Linked DNA regions of Sus scrofa: region 1 is linked to region 2. Evidence: chromatin contacts called from public HiChIP or PLAC-seq data. All regions are on one chromosome and are shown on one strand. Each heading gives the region's core, a stretch centred on a gene start, on an enhancer-like site or on the middle of the called end of the contact. The rest is flanking DNA. Distances are from core to core; before and after follow the strand shown.

The links. HiChIP or PLAC-seq counts read pairs in DNA pulled down with a chosen protein or histone mark.
Region 1: an H3K27ac HiChIP or PLAC-seq map of alveolar macrophages shows a contact between it and region 2. The contact joins the enhancer-like site here to the promoter of NUF2 in region 2. A contact is called at or near these places in 1 of 5 promoter capture datasets (liver), 6 of 47 Hi-C or Micro-C datasets (alveolar macrophages, embryonic fibroblasts, fibroblasts and 1 more) and 1 of 2 datasets of contacts at active chromatin or transcription factors (alveolar macrophages).

Annotation. Positions count from the first base shown.
Region 1 is chr4:87,326,945-87,330,792 of Sscrofa11.1, forward strand. All of the region lies in intron 3 of RGS5 (regulator of G protein signaling 5), which reads left to right. Among named protein-coding and RNA genes, the nearest start is that of RGS5, 42 kb to the left of the region's middle. Within about 2 kb of position 2,562, at least 3 of the 83 cell types and tissues checked have an H3K27ac peak or open chromatin away from gene starts, as enhancers often do. A contact at or near this core is called in alveolar macrophages, where this site is marked.
Region 2 is chr4:87,191,913-87,195,946 of Sscrofa11.1, forward strand. NUF2 (kinetochore protein Nuf2) reads right to left here and starts at 2,281. Exons shown (of 14, transcript XM_005655379.3): 1 at 2,144-2,281. It overlaps LOC100518120 (a long non-coding RNA gene), which reads left to right and starts at 2,394. Exons shown (of 2, transcript XR_001303421.2): 1 at 2,394-2,600.

The sequences.
Region 1 (3,848 bases), core at 1,312-3,811, 140 kb after region 2:
CATAATGGGAACTCCTGTATGAACATTTTTTATGTCCTGTTTTTGGTAGGTTAAGTTTCGCTTACCTGTTATAGAATCAATCTCTTGTATTTGGAGGCAGAACACCAAAGCCTATATTTGGAACTTTCTCAACATTATCCATCTTTGATTTTCTTTTTATTTCTTGTGCTAAACAGTACCTGGCCTGGACACATATAAAGTGTTCATTTAATAAATGCTTATTGAATAACTGGGTTAATGAATGACTTTGTTACCCTTTTTGGACACAGAAATTCCATGAAGTCAATAAGGAGAAAAAATATTTGTGTTTATTGACTTATTTATTGTGTTACACAGAAGGTTTTAGGGCCAATAGCAACCTGATAGATAACGTATTATATATTATGAATTCTAAGTACCCTGGGCACAAGTATTTATTGTTACACTCAACACATCTGAAGATTAGCAGAAATATTTTCTATGCTTTTAAAACCATTAAGCAGAAGAATATATTTATGTGCCTGTATACAGTGCTTTTCAGTCATACTAATCCTTAGAGCCACACAGGCTTTATATGTTTCAGGCTTTTAAGAGATAGACAGCTATTGGGATAAGAAGGAGAGAGGTAGAATTTAAGCCAGAGGCAGTTAGTATCAACACCTTAGCATTTGTTGAGGGACTGAAACCTTCTATCTTGTAAACAGAGGTGTGAGCTTGTGGCTTGAGATTTTTCACAGTAATATTTTCTGCTTTTTAGATTGGAAATATATGGCATGTTTTTGTGAATATATACATATGGTATTCCCACTATTTTATTTAGACATTTTAAAATTATAATATAAATTATATGTAACTATATATAATTTTAAAATATATATACAATTTTAAAATATATATACACTTTTTAAATATATATACACTGGTATGTGTGTCTGTGTGTATGTATATGTAATCTTAAGTTCCACATAATTTTCCTCTTAAGTAATAAATATTTTTCAGATGGGCAATTTCCCTAAGCAATAAATAGAAAAACATTTGATATCTGTTCTAGTCAAAATTCTGTGAAAGGGTGTCTATTCAAACTAGCCTGAATAAAAAAAAGAGACTTTCTGGTAGGGATATAGAGCTCTCATGGAAACAAAGGAGAGCCATGCCCTATGGGAGTTGATACCATTAGCAAATAAGACAGCCTCTCCTTTCCTCTGTTCTCCCTTTCTCTGTTCTGTGTCTTTGTCTCTCTCTTCTGACTTTCCATTTCTCCCTCTACTTCTGTCTGCTTCTATGACTCTCCCTGCTTGTCTCTCCATTCCCATTTTATCTCTGCTTCTCTCTGTCAGGCTGTGCCTAGAGATGGGCTAGTGGAATGACAGACATGTCCATGTAGTTCTACTCCAACACTGTCAACCTGAAGAAACAATTTTTTCAAATACCAGGTTTAACACATCATGAATAACTTTAAGCCAGACTATGGCAAGTCAGTTCTTAATGTGATATTCTTATTTGAATCGGCTAAAATTAGCCATCTTTAGTCAGAATTATTATAGTTCTGACATTAGCTGGGATTGGTGCAAAACAGGTAATGAAGAAAGATAAATTTGAAAAACATGCATGTAAAACTTCACGGTCCCTTCTTATATGTTTGAATTGATAAATTGAACATCTTAACCTCAAGGAGCAGCATCTTGTTGATTTATGAGAAACATTTGGCATTCTCTTGTGCTAATGCAGGATACAGTTTCTTAAGAGTTCCTTAAATTGATACAGTTCCCCAAGCATTCCTTAAATACACATTTTCATACATTTTCTTTAGTGGAAATGATATCAATTGGCACCAAACCTCTGGAAAAATAAGACCGTTAAGCTGCTACTCAATCGTTTATTTCCCAAATAACATGACTCCTTTTTCTTTCCTCATTTTTTAAAAATCTTTTTTTAAATTGAAGAATAGTCGATTTACAATATTGTGTTAGTTTCAGATGTATGGAATAGTGATTCATGTATTATTTATGCGTATTATATTCTATTGTATCTTATTACACAATAATAATCTATTCAACCTGTTAACACCTAATAGGTATTCCCTAATAACATATTAAAAATCATTTTGAATCACCCAGTGTATTTGACTCTGTTCTGAAAGAACATCAATTTCTTACGCTTTGTCTTCAGCTTTATACGTGGCACCATCTGTTTTCTTTTGGTAGGTCCATGGGGCACATAACTGGTATGTTGCTTTTTAAACACAAAACAGATTGCATGTGGGAGTTTAAATAAGATGGTGACATTAAACTCCTCCATGTGACTGTCTCTAAGAGCAGAGGAAGAATGAAATACAGCCCAGCTGCAGCAATGTTTTTATGTGAATCTCTTTGCCCCAGGAGCTCCAAAAGGTCAGAACATTTCCTTGAGACTCCCCTGGGATATGGGTTCCTGCATGGGGGAGGGAAAGCCTGGATCTGGGCTCCTCTTTTTGTTTCTAACTTTGCATTCTCCTTCTGCTTCTCTTTTTTTGGTTTCCTATCTTCCCCCTTCTCTTTCCTGGCTCATCTTTATCATCATCTTACTCACTGGTAACCACAATTTCCCTTCTAGAAACAGCTATACTAATAAAAGCAATAGCTTACATCATATTCATAGCTTACATGGCATTACAATAATATATGCACTTTGCACATATTTAGTTTAATGACTGCAATGATTTTAAGACTTAGGTACAATAACAGTCCATATTTTTCAGAAAAGGAAATTGAGACACAGAGAGGTTAATTTGCCCGTGAAATAAAATACTACAGCAATAGCAAAATCAGTAAATCAGTAAATTTCTTTTTCTTCTTTCTTTTTTGTTTTCTTTTTGCTTTTTAAGTTCTCATCCATGGCATATGGAAGCTCCCAGGCTAGAGGCTGAATCAGAGCTGTGGCTGCCAGCCTATGCTATAGCCATTGCAACATAGGATCCGAGCTGTGTCTGTGACCTAAACCACAGCTCATGGCAATGCCAGATCCTTAATCCACTGAACAAGGCCAGAGATTGAACCCAAGTCCTCATGGATACTGGTTGAATTCATTTCCACTGCACTACAATGGGAACTCTTATTTTTCTTTAATTTTTGTGTTTTTCAGTTTTGTAACTTGGTAAGAACTCTTTTCTTTTCTTCTCTTCTCTTTTCTCCTTTTTAGCCACCACATGGCATATGGAGTTCTCAGGGCAGGGAATCAGATCTGAGCCGCAGCTCTTTCAACACCGGATCCTTAACCCACTGTGGTGGGCTGGGGATCAAACCTGTGTCCCAGTGTTCCCAAGACGCGGCTGATCCCATTGTGCCACAGTGGGAACTCCAGGAATTGTTTATTTTAATGGATTTTATTTAACTCCATTTGAACCTCTATTAAATGTTAGGCTCACAGATTTATACTAGAAGGTGGGATGATTTTTTTATTACTTAATGAATTTTATTACATTTATAGTGTACAACAATCATCACAACCAAATTTTATAGCATTTCCATCTCAAACCCCCAGTGCATCCCCCTACCCCCCAAGGGAAGATGAGATGATTTTGAAAGAAGGTCAAAGATCAGTAAAAACTTGAAGTCAAACCTCAAAGTCAAAGAATTAACAGCCTCCAGGGAAAGACAGCCATAAAAGCCAACAATCCCAACAAAAAAACCTGAGAAAAGTGAGTTCCCCTCAGAATGATAATAGTCCTCAACAGCAAGTTGCAGGTACTAGGAAAATACCGCCTTGTATATGAGGCAACATTTGAATTGGGTTTGGTATGATGATAAAGATTAATTTCAAAGTGGGTATGAGTAATGCTGATGAAAGTCAGCATTCATGGTTCAACTCTATATAAGAGCTTTACATGAATT
Region 2 (4,034 bases), core at 1,031-3,530:
ATGTGAAGATATTCAATTTTGCAAACAAACTGAAATGACCCACAATTCTGGAAATCTATTTCTTTAGGCTCCGAGTGTTTCTTAGAATGTCAGGGTTAGAAAGCAGCTTTGGCACCCTGCTTAACCTCTGACAAATATAGGATACCATTCTAAAATATGATTAACAAACAGCTTCCCAGTTCTGCTTGAACACTTGAAAACAGCATTTGCTGTCTCAAGGCAAAAGTTTTTTCCACCTTAGTATAGCTATAATAATCAGATAACTCTTTCTCATACTAGATAGAATTTTCTTTCTGTTTATTGTAAGTGTTACCTACTGGTCTTATTTCTAGTCACAGCAAAAATGTAAAATATACTAATCTGTTTACATGATTCCACTTTCAAAAATGTGAAGGAAGCTATCATCTCTGCTTAGCCTTCTCTTGTCTAAGGTAAGCATAATTTAAGAATAACCACTCCTTTTATGACTTTGTTTCAGAAATTTTACCATTCTACTCATTTTCCTCCAGAACTAGTCTGTTAATGTCTTCTTAAAATGTAATGCTCAGATTGAACACAATACTCTGAATATAGTCTGTTCAGGGAAAAATATCAGTACAGCTGGCAACAGTCACTGTTGATCAAGTGCTATTGACAAACATATATGATGGAGTGAAAACTCCCAGAACTTCTTCAGCATAGCTCACTGATGTCAAGCCAAGACTTCTCCATATTCTTCTTACATAACTGATTACTTGAATCCTAAGCAAGGACTTGCATTTCCTATTATTGAATTCATAATTCCAAGTTTTCCTTCTATAGCCACAATCTTTTTGAACCCAGATTCTGACACCTCATATATTATATGTCCTTTTCAGCATAAATATGCGTATCTACATTTTCATCTAGGTGAGAGATTTAAAAATCAATGATAAAAAGCCTTGCCCAAAGAAAGGCGGCAGAAAGTTAATTTTCCAAAACATACTATATCTGGATCAGAGATGATCACATTAAAGAGGTGTAAAATATCTTCAAAATTATTATTGCACATCCCTCTCTTCTAAAATCTTCACACCCTCTCAGATTAATCCATATAGAATACCACTGCATCATGTAACATCTTTACAAAAATAATTACTCGCCCTATTCGCCACATCAAATTCACATGTTTCTGCTTGGTTTCTAAAACCTTCCACAATTTAATAACCTAATGAATTTTCTGTTCCAAGTTAGTCTCCTCCAGGACGTTTCCCAAACTTCCAATGTTTCCTCTTGGAACCACCTTTCATATCCAATTTCTAGCTTCTTTTGACAGGTTGAATCAAGGGAAGTTCCAATCCATTCTTGGGGGAGGGAGGAAAAAAAAAAAAAAAAACACAGGAGAAGAGAGGGGGAAAATGGAGGAGAGAGGCACTTTGGTTAGATAAAGATATATAAATGACCTAATAAATGTAAAGTGATCCTCAGGCCGCCTGCCAAGTAACAGGCATTTTACATTCGTTACCCCTCAGTTTCTCATTTATTTGCAACACCGAAGTCCTGTGCACAGTAGGTTTTGAATGAATACCAGTTAAATTTCAAACACATTGTTTTGCTAAAATAAATTAGATCGTGGAAATCAAAATCCCAGGAAGCAGAGAATAAACAAAAACAATGACTCCTAACCTCAATAAGGTAAAGTTTCCTGAACTCATTCAGGAAGAATAATCATGCTATACATGCATGGCATATGTACACTGCTCTCTTCCTCTAACTTTCGGATGAAGTATATTTTTGCCTTTTGATTCCTGATTTTGACTTTGGTTAAGCGACGTTTGAGCAACGGAGGTTTGCAGAAAGTTGACCAACATCTGCAACCCCATCACCTTTTAAAGAAATGGGTTTAAAACATATAAATGCAAGCTTCAACTGACCAGCTTCAGTTCAAGTTTCTTCTCCGTAGTTTATGCTGTATCAGACAACACCCATCCGTTTGGTAGGAAATGAGCTAGTTTGGGGGACTAAAATCCAAAAAAATGACCTGTCTTCTCTAGCCTCCCCCGCCCGCGCCGCGCCCAACGAAAACACTGCCAGGCCCCGCGTTCTGACTCCGGCCGGTGGCTCCAGAGCGAGAGGGCGCACTTAGTCTCCCTTTCTCCTCCCGCGCGTGTCTGTTAGCGCTCACCTGCCGCACCAGCCGCCCACAGGAAGACGGCGAGTCCGTGGAGCAGTTACAAGCGAAGCCAAAAATCTGCAAACATCAACCGTTGTTACTTTTCAAACATGCCGCCTCTTCCTGTAAGTCCCTCCCCGTTCCGCCCCGCCCACTTCCTGCTCTCTAGCCGCGCCGGGTGCCGGTTGGGCTCAATAGACTCAAGGCGGCTGGGGCTGGAACTGCGAGAGGACGCCGGGTTCCACCCGGAACTATTTTTCGCGGAGTTGGTGCCTAGTCGGACCTCGAGTTCGTAAGCAGTGGGAGCGCAGTGGTTTGGAGGAGTCCGAGGTTGCTATGGAGTCCCCGAAACTTTTGAAAACTGTCGGGGTTCCAGGCGAAGAGCAAGAGCGAATGGAGGATTTCTGGAGACGTGTGCTAAGCTTAAGGTGACAAGGGAAAGAGGACGTGGGGCTTTCAATGGAGCAGGGTAAGTCATAGAGTCTCAGAGTAATAATGATATCGATATTTTTTGATCATTAATTATGAGGCTCCAGGTTTTGTGTTGGATGCTTATAGGTATTATCTAATTTAGGCTTCATTAGAAAGGGAAAAGGAGGAGTTCCCGTTGCGGCTCAGCTGGTTAAAAACCCGCTAGTATACATGAGGATGCGGGTTCGAGCCCTGGCCTCACGCAGTGTCTTAAAGTATCTGGCATTTACTCGCGCTGTAGTGTGTAGGTCGCAGATGCGGCTAGGATCTGGCGGATCTGGCGTTGCTGTGGTTGGCCTGCAGCAGTTCCGATTAGACCCCTGAGAATTTACATATGCCGCAGGTGCGGCCCTAAAAAAAATGAGAGGGGAAAAAAAAAAAAGGGAAAGGGGTGCTCCCTGGTGGTTCAGCTGGTTAAGGATCTGGCGTTGTCACTGTTGCGGCACAGGTTTGATCCCTGGCCGGGGATCTTACGCATGTGCGGGTGAGGAAAAAAAAAAATTAATAAGGAAAAGTGGTTAGTAGATACTGTCATCAAATGAGTGATTAAATCAAGGAGATTATGCACTTGGCCCAAAGCTGTACGCAGTAGTTCATAAGTAGCATAATCAGGATTTGAACACAGATCATTTGATTGTGTTTGTAGGTACAACTTCAAGAGATGAGAGCAACCTAGCAGTGCACTTGGTTAGGTTAGTTCACTTTCACAGGCTTAGAAGTGATTCGTTTCCACTTGTACGGTAAGTGACACTGTCTAGGGTAGAACCCAAATCTCCTGGTGCTTCTCCCTCCCTTCATTCATCCCTCCACAGGAGCCAGGGACTCCTGGTGTTTCCCAACACTGAACTATTAGCCAAACTTGGATGTCTCTGAGTTGGATTCTTCAGATAATAATGCTCGAATGAGAGGGAGTTCATACATGATCACAAATAAGGGTCTTGCAGCAACTACTGGCCTAGTTGTCAGAGGGAAAAGCCATTTGGTTTTCTTATGGCTTGGGACAGTAGAGGCCATAATAAGACTTGTGTCTGACCACAGGCTATGGTAATATCTAGAGACAGTGATGTATTGGATGGGAAGTCTGAATTGCCTCAAGTGAAAAATAATGCTGGAAAGATTGCATTGGAAGTAGATGCAAATTCTGGTACTTTGATTTGGAGGGTGAAGGCTATACCTGTTAATATGGAAATGCATACCAATTTGAAAAAAAATACATTGCATATTCAGTAGTTTAGGGGTTTTTCCTTTCTATAAAAGTGAGCTAGGAAATAGATTTTTTTTAAATAGTGAGAGTCAGTGAAGAAAGGAGAGAAAAAAGCCTTTCTCATTGGCACTTACCAAATCAAACTGATTATTTGTGCATGCACATACTCCACAGGCCACATCTTTTCAGAGGCAGGGAAAAGGGCAATAGATAGCATAGTGGCTGAGA